3 separate regions of the Mus musculus genome follow, and all the other regions are linked to region 3. Evidence: chromatin contacts called from public promoter capture Hi-C data. All regions are on one chromosome and are shown on one strand. Each heading gives the region's core, a stretch centred on a gene start, on an enhancer-like site or on the middle of the called end of the contact. The rest is flanking DNA. Distances are from core to core; before and after follow the strand shown. Region 1 holds the start of Prdm8 (PR domain containing 8). Region 2 holds the start of Fgf5 (fibroblast growth factor 5). Region 3 holds the start of Cnot6l (CCR4-NOT transcription complex, subunit 6-like).

What was found. Promoter capture Hi-C pulls out the DNA fragments that hold promoters and counts their contacts.
Region 1: a promoter capture Hi-C map of pre-B cells shows a contact between it and region 3, with 5 times the contacts expected there. The contact joins the promoter of Prdm8 here to the promoter of Cnot6l in region 3. A contact is called at or near these places in 4 of 39 promoter capture datasets (the 3T3-L1 cell line, hippocampal neurons, maxillary cranial neural crest and 1 more), 3 of 484 Hi-C or Micro-C datasets (embryonic stem cells and rod photoreceptor) and 4 of 115 datasets of contacts at active chromatin or transcription factors (astrocytes, embryonic stem cells, large pre-B cells and 1 more).
Region 2: a promoter capture Hi-C map of hippocampal neurons shows a contact between it and region 3, with 2.7 times the contacts expected there. The contact joins the promoter of Fgf5 here to the promoter of Cnot6l in region 3.

What each region holds. Positions count from the first base shown.
Region 1 is chr5:98,179,466-98,182,165 of GRCm38.p6, reverse strand. Prdm8 (PR domain containing 8) reads right to left here and starts at 1,297. Exons shown (of 4, transcript NM_029947.2): 1 at 1,054-1,297.
Region 2 is chr5:98,252,759-98,255,458 of GRCm38.p6, reverse strand. It overlaps Fgf5 (fibroblast growth factor 5), which reads right to left and starts at 1,275. Exons shown (of 3, transcript NM_010203.5): 1 at 699-1,275. The coding sequence starts at 1,047.
Region 3 is chr5:96,160,732-96,163,431 of GRCm38.p6, reverse strand. It overlaps Cnot6l (CCR4-NOT transcription complex, subunit 6-like), which reads left to right and starts at 1,442. Exons shown (of 12, transcript NM_144910.2): 1 at 1,442-1,495. It overlaps Gm52799, which reads right to left and starts at 1,637. Exons shown (of 2, transcript XM_030254979.1): 1 at 1,541-1,637; 2 at 1-1,293. The coding sequence starts at 1,637. The coding sequence ends at 677.

The sequences.
Region 1 (2,700 bases), core at 48-2,547, 2.0 Mb before region 3:
TAAGTTGGTTTTTCCCTAGCAGTTTCACCAGTGACAGTGATTGTCTCTGTATTTATATACCTTAAGTGGCCGTGGGGAAAACCGATCTTACTCTTTTCTTGTTCAGCTAGCTTCTCATTAAAGAAAAATATAGGCGATGTGTATTTTGTTTAAATCAACATCCACTAGCCAATTGCCATACAAATGTAAGAAAATGCAATGCCTGTAACTTTGGCTAGCCCCTTTCCTATTCGTTCTCCCATATGCCCCAAATGGCAAGTATATTTTCCAGACAGTGGGAATAAGAAAAATAGCCACAACATAGAAAGTTTATGATACTACTTTCTGTTTCTGCACTCGTCCTGTCCCCTTCTGATTTCCAATTGCAAGTCAAATACGTTGCAGAATACAGGTTCTCTCAGCTCCCTTTCAGTATAAACCCTCTTTCTCTTCCCAGTTGCCTACATTTCAACGGTTTGTACCTTGATTTCTGCCTCGCGTTTGAAAGTATTCTTCACAGAAGCTTTTTATTGTGACAGGAGATCGCCCTCCACTTTGGCAACAGCAGGGACTCAGTCATTAAAATGCAGTTCTATCTAACAATACAGCGAAAAGGTCCCACAGCCGGGCTAATAGCGGTCCATGCTGCCTCGGTGGCCGCCTTGACGCAAATCAGCCACAATAGCGATAGGCAGGACCCCGGGCTTTATAGTATCTAGCCTTTCACAGTCCTACGCCCATCCCTAGGCCCGGGTTCTCTTCCTTCGCAGATCCTCCTGGGAAACTCAGAGCCAGCTGGGCTCGCTGAAAGCCGGTCGCTACTGCCGGATGCTCTCCCTCCACTCCGGGCTGGCATTGTCTGGCAGCCGCGAGCTCCCCAGTCCCTAGCTTCTCCAGAAAAGTGCTCCTACCCGCTCCTCCCTTTGTATAATCTTATTGGCAGTGGAAACAACATTCCGCGTCGTTTCCCTCCTATCTTCTAGATAACGAGGAAAAGGGGGACAATTTTTTCACTCCTTGTACTCAACCTGTCCTCTTCCCATCCCCCTCCCAGGTCAAAGCAAATAGACTTACCAGAAATAAGGTCAGGACCGAGTCGCCCAAATAAGGCCACCTGGAACCAACGGGGTGCAAGCCAGTGTTCCTTCCTGCCTATTACATTAGTGTATCTCCATGTCAAGAGGTGTCGGTGTCAGTCTTGTGGGTTCTGTCCAAAGAGAGAAGAGAGATGCAGATAGATTAGGAGAGAGAGAGAGAGAGAGAGAGAGAGAGAGAGAGAGAGAGAGTTGTACAGATGGACCCGATGCAATGACTGACTGGCACGCAGACACACACTTTTTGTTTGCTGCACATAATCTGCCCAATGACGCGTGACAGCCCACGTCCCCTCCCTTTAACTCTTGCCGGTCTGGGAGATCCCTCCGGCGCCACAAGCCTGGTTTTTCTGGACTGCCCGCGCTAGGCAGATCCTAAGCTCCTTCCCGAAGTGGCATAGCCTCCCCGAGAGCATCCTGGCCTGCCTTCTCCTGCAGCTGGGTCCCTCTGGGACACCTGGGTTGGCAAAATCCGTTTCGGGCTCAGGAAGGAAGGTGTCAGAAGGAGCAGAGCGGTTCTTTTCCGTTTTGCTGGGCACTCAGAGGACGTAGGACAAGGAGTTGAATTGGCTATGTTGCCAGCGCGTGAACTACTTGCATATGTCCCTAGAGTTTGAGTGGTATGTCCCTGCTCCCCCAAAAGGAGGGTGAGAATTTGCCCCGCGGGATTCTTTGGCCATTGACTGCCGCTGATCTGTGAAGCTAGTGGCCTAGGAGGTGACAAACAGACTTCCTTAAAATGCATTCATGCCACCTAGCAGAGACTCCCGTGTAAATACTGGCGACAGGGGGTATGATTTGGTGGGAACTCGGCTAGCCATCTCCCATCCAATGGGATGGGGTAAGAAGATAAGTCTGGAATGCTGCCAGACACCTAAAGGGACTTCGGCTGTTTTTAGGTCCCAGAACAAGGGTCTGTGCGTGGATATGGGCTAGGAGGGCGTTGCTGGGAAAAGCCTAGGTCATTGGACTCAGGTGTTAAAGCTTTTCACCTTCTGTGCTCTCTCTGTATTTTGTGGTTCCCAAGGGGGTCCCATAATGGCGGCCAGGATTCTAAGACCTCATGATACAGAAAGGATGGTTCAAAGTTAAAAAAAAAATTACTGAGAAGGACTCTCAAGAGCCTTTCACATCCAGCCGTTGATGGAGGAGTGGACCGAATCACAGGAGTGAGGCTGTCTCGGGAGTCTCGTTTGTGCGCTAAGCCACTTAGAGGCGCTGGCTTGTCCTCTGGAGCGGCAGCTGATGCTAATGACTTGAGGTCTTTGACAGCCAGAGAGTTTTCTCCTTCTGCGGGGGCCACAAAACAATGACGCTAGGGGCTCTCTGGCTGTTTTTCTCTGGTAGGCTTTCTATTCCTAAGGAAAGAAAGGCCTTTGAGTGGCGCAGGCAATCCCTCAATTCCTACCCCCACTCTCCCGGAATTCAATTGAGCAATAGGTCAGGTTGAGTATAAATCCAATTGTATAGTTTACTCGCTAAAGGGCAGGAGTCAGGGCCAGAATTTAAGGAGGAGACAATCTCTGTCCTTGCCTCTCAGAGTGAGCATATGAGGGTTGGCAAAGAGCAGCTGACAGTATAATCTTTACGGAGCTCTGAGACTCCTGTCTGGAAGCCTAGAGGCCAG
Region 2 (2,700 bases), core at 26-2,525, 2.1 Mb before region 3:
AGTCATAATACTGTCTGTCCGGTTTTCCAGATCATGTTGCTTTCTTGCAAGCAGAACTTTGCCCTTCCAAAACGCATGTACACGTAAATTCTACGTAGACCTGTGTAGTTGGTGTGCGCGCGCGCTTATGTACGCATGTATGTATCTACATATGTATGTATTCGTGTGAAAGATACCTAAGCATTCGGAGTTACATAGAGATATTAATAAACAAACATAATATGGGATATATAGGATATTTGTAGTTGGAGAATGGAAGTACTCAGATGGGTTCTTTTCATAAACGTAAATTATGTACAGGGAATAGAGATATACTTAACGCTTAAAGAAAAATGCGGTTCTAGTTCATAAGTAGAAAGAAATTGTACCAGGAGAAAGATTGTTACTTCTTTCATTATTATTATTATTTTTTTTTCTTCTCCAGCTAGAGTGGGTGGCTAGTCTTTTCGGCCCGGGCATTCTGGAAAAGAGCTGCCTGTCTCACCTCGGTAACCTCACCTGGGCTTACCCATGCTTACTACCCAAGACAGAAGGGTGCGTCTGCTCGCTCTGAGTAGACGCATCTCCACGAAACCCTACCGGACTCTTTCCAGAACCAGCAGAGTCCCAGACGCTAGGGCTCCTAGAGGTGCCTGTGGCCCAAAGGAATCTTGACCGTCCCTCCCAGAACAGGTTTTGTTGGAGAGTGAGCAACTTACTTAACACACTGGCTTCGTGGGAGCCATTGACTTTGCCATCCGGGTAGATCTGCAGATGGAAACCGATGCCCACTCTGCAGTACAGGCTGCCGGTCCGGCGCCCCGAAGGGCTCCACTGGAAACTGCTATGTTCCGAGCCGCTTCCTTGGCTGCCCGGAGAAGCTGCGACTGGTGAGGAGGCAGAAGACGAAGAAAACGTCGCGCTACTTCTGCCCCGGCTGCCGCTGGAGTCTCCCGGGTTCCTAGGAGGCGCGGGTTGCCCTTCGGGAGTGAGACGCTTCTCCCCGTGAGCCCAAGCGCTGTGGATCAGGTGGCTGCAGAAGATGAGGAAGAGCAAGGACAGGCTCATTCTTCCGGCCGCGGGGGTCCTAAGTGCATCTTGCAGGGCTGGCTCCGGGCTCCGTAGCCCCCGCGCGGCTGCGTGCCTCTGGCGCTGCCTCCCTCGCCGCACAGGGTGGACATAGCCTCGGGGAAGGGAGAGGGAGAGGGGGAGAGAGAGAGGCCACCCGAGCGGATCTCGGCGCTGGCACCGGGATATTTATAACGCCAGTGATCTCACTGCTCCGTGCACGCCTGCGAAGCTTCCCCTCACCCGCCGCTTTGTGTACTCACGGCCGGTACGGGGAGGGAGCGCCGCGGTCCCGGGGGCGGGGGTGTGAAGGAGGAGGGAGATGCGATCCCGGGAGTGGGAGGAGGTGTCTCGCCCTCAGAAGCTGCCCCCGGGACGCTGGCTGCGACCGTGCACGGGTCATGCAACCCAGCGGTTGTCAAGAGCCACCCAGTCACCCCACCCCCTGCCCGAGCCAGCGGCTCCGGAATCGGCTCCGCGCGCGCTGCTCTCCACGCAAGGGGCACGGACGGACGGCAACGTGGGCATGGGTTCCCGTCCTCTGTGGTCACATGTGTCCCAGCCAACTCACTCTTTACCCAGCACCCGCATTCCAGGTTGCTGGCCCCTGCCATCTGGAGCCTGGGAACCACTTTCCGAAGGGAACCAAAAACTGATTGGCAGCAGAACTTGGGAAGGTTTTGGGGTGGCCCAGGGTGGGAGAGAAGACTGGTTTCTCGCTGTTATTGATTTATTAAAGAACTAAGGTGTGCGTTTATTTCTCCACTAGAGAGCCACCCTGAATTGTTATGCCAGGTCTCAGGCTGCCCTCTAAGAAACTCTGTGGATGCACGACGTGTCCAGCTTTTTCTTCAGGAAAACCCATGTCTGTGTTGGAACAGGTGAACGCCCTCGAACATACACACACACACACACACACACACACACACACACACACACCAGACACACTTGAACTCCAGGCAAGGATGAATTGAGTCTGAACACCAGGACTGCCCAGTTGTCCTCTCTGACCCCATGATCCGTTGCCTGGAGGAGTTAGCCAACAGCTCTCTTCAACTTCCATTGACTGGAGGACCGACCCTAATGAATGATTAATGACAGGCCCCTGAATCTCAACCTAGGGAAACCTGAGAAGGAAGAATTTCCCCGTACGTAATGCTGGGGCTGTTATTTATCTGAGAAATATACCTGACTTGCATTCTTGGAATATTTCTGTCTGAAAACATATTTGAAACTTTAAACTACACTATGATATATCACTCATTGGTCACTTAAAATGAAAAGTCAATGAAGCCGCCCAATGGGGTCAACTCGCATCAATCATGCGAGATGTTAAGACATGACTTTATTAATTACTGAGTATCTGCTTCAGGCTTCCTATCTTCATAGTGAAAACCTATAAAACAGATGTAGATTTGTTTTCAGAATTGCAAATCTTCCGTGGATTGGGGACAAGGCAGCTGATAGCCAGTCACCTGATCAACACAGGAAATCGCCAAAGGGAGTAAAAGGAATATCCAACACAAAAGATTGTGACCTGAGGCTCGGTGCCCCTGGTGTGCACCACAGCACAAATCTCTCACAGGACAGCACTGAACTTTGAGAACAACACCAGTTTCCTTCCAAAGGGTCCATTTGAAGAGTCACTTCCGG
Region 3 (2,700 bases), core at 193-2,692:
GAAAAAGGCAACCAACACGGTGCCTTAAGAGTGCTGAAAACAACATATATTTGAGAATAAAACATATTGAATCGACTCTGGACCGGCGTCGGTAAATACCCAGCACAGAGCCATGCGCCGGGAGAGACGGAAAAGTGCAAAATCCAAGGCAGCACTCTGCCTTGCAGAGCACATGCAATTTGCTTCTAGCTTTGTTGGAAGAAGCTTCAGGTGGCACAAGTAAAATCCTCCGGACTTAAAATAGCAAGCTCCATTCACACGGTAACCAATAATATTTCCAGTTTACACTTAAATGTTTTCACTCCGTAACCGCCGCAAACTGCCAAATACAATTTTATCGCGAGAGAGGATTAAAAATAGGACGGGGTTATCGCAGAGCGTCATAGGCTTTTAAACCCACCTCCCGCCATGCAATTTACACATGCTGTTTTTAAAAAGAAGAAGAAGAAGTCAAGAAACCCACTGAGGACGTCAGAAAACATTTCCTTGGGTCGTTCCACCTCACCTGAGGTCTCCTTAATTAACCACCCAGAATGCCCTGAGCTCTGCTGTGGGCCTGCGTGGGCCAGCGTCAGGAAACAGTGCAAGCACCCGCGTGTCCCTTCCCCATCCCCAGCATCAGCACCTAGGTTCTGCTAATCGTACGAGTCTTCTCGGCTTCTACCCTCCACTCAATCTAATAAAGCAGTTTTTTTTTTTTTCCCAAAACACCAGCGAGGGCGACGGTAAGAAGCGAGCCAGGCGCTTGGCCGTCCCGCGCGCACGCGCAACTCCCGAAGCGCGGCGCGCCGGGGCCCCGCCCCCTTCCCCTCACCCCACCCCTCGGCGCCGGGGAGTGACTGACTCCCGCCAGCCCCTCCACGTCAATCAACTCTCCTCCTCCTCCTCCTCGCACTCTCTGCACCTTGTTATTAATCTCTAAAGCGATAGCGCCTGGACTTCTCTCCCCGGCCCTCGGGGTTGTGAGCGTGTGTGAATTAGAGCGAAGGCATCGAAAGCTCGCGTCTCTCTCTCTCTCTTCTCCCTCTCTTTTTCTCTCTCCTCGGCCCCGGCCTCGGCAGCGACCCGGCTCGGCATCGACCCCCGCGGCGGCGGCAGCCTCAGCGCCAGGAGGCCAAGGCCAAGGGCGGGCTCCGCGAGGCTTTCGCAGCGGCGTCTCCGGCGACCGCGGGCCCTCTCCTACGCGCCCCGGTCGCCCCGGTCCTGCGCGGCGCGGCCCGCGTCCCCCCTCCCCGCCCCCCGATCCGTCTGCTCTGCGCTCCCTTCGGCCGCCCTCCGCCGCCTCGGTGGTTCCTCAGGCGGCCCGGCCCGGCCCGCCCGCCCCGCGTCCCCTCCGGCCGGTGCCTCTCCCCCCGGCGGGCTGCCTGCATGTCTTTACTGCCCTCAGCCCCGCCGCCACCGCCGCCGCCGCCTCCCCCGCCGCCGCAGCCCCAGCAGCAGCCGCCCCGCCGCCGCCGCCGTCGCCGCCGTCCGGACCCTGGCGCGCTGAATGCAGGTGAGGAGGGGGCGCGGGCCTCGACTCCCGGCCCTGCGCGCTCGCCTTCCGGGGCCCGGCCTCCCGCCGCCGCCGCGGCCCCTCGGGGTGAGCGGGCGGGCGTGGGTGTTTGTGTTTGCGTCTGAGGTCTGGAGGGGAGCATCTGTGGGGCCCTGGTGCGCGCGCGCGTGTTTGTGTGTGTGTGTTTCCCCAGCCGCGGGGAAATGGCTGCTGGTGCTCGTTCAGGGCCCGCGGAGGAGAATGAGGTAGAGTGTTTCCGTGCCTCGGAGTCGGACCGGGAGTGGAGCGAGGGGGAGCGCGTCTCCCCGGGGAAGTGAGGTGGGCGAGGGACGAACGTGTGTGGGTGTGTGAGTTGGGACTTTGGCGGGCGGGAGGCGGCCCCGCGGCGAGTGGGTGTGCGTGTGTGTCGCGTGTGTGTGTGTCTGCGTGTGTGTGTGTCGGGCGGCGGGAGCCGGCCCGCGTCGCCTCAGGGGGCGCGGGTTCCAGGCCGTGTGCGTGTGGGGAGGGGGACGGAGTCGGGGACCCCAGAGCGTCGAGGTCCTTCCGCTTCGAGGCCGGGGCTCAGAGCCTCACAGGTGAGAACGGCTCGGCGGGAACCCACGCCGTGGACGCGGGAGGCAGTGCGGCCCCCACGGCGGCGGGCGGCGGGCAGCGGGGGCTCGGGCCGCGGTTCCCGAGGCCGGGGCCGCGGCAGGAAGCGCGCCGGCCTGCAGCGCGGCCTAACCGTCTTCGCGCCCGGTGGCCTCCCCAGACGCTCCTGGGACTCCGTCCTCGCGCGGGCCCCGGGCGCTGCCCCGGGCCTGGCCAGGTGAGGGTCGGGGGCGGGACACGCGGATCGTGGTCGCCTGTGCCGCCTCCGCGTCTCCCAAGGGGAGAGGAAGGCATATTTTGGCGTTCTAACTGCAGGCCTTCCCAGGCTGGCGTGGGGAACCCGAGGGAAAGTGAATCAAAACAGGAAATCTCGGAATTCGTGGGGTTCGGATCTCCTCTTTCCGTCCGTCCTTTAAGGCTGTGCGAGCAGAGGCTTGAGTAAATACGTTCTTTGTTGTTGCAGTTGTTGCAGCGGATACTTTATCGTTGGTTAGATTTTTCACTTCCCTGGAAATCACTCTGGAAAGGCAGAGAGGAAGAAAGGGAAACTGGCCTTGTTGGCCTGTGGTGTTGGTGGGATTGGATCAATTTTGTGAATTTGAAATGGCTTATAT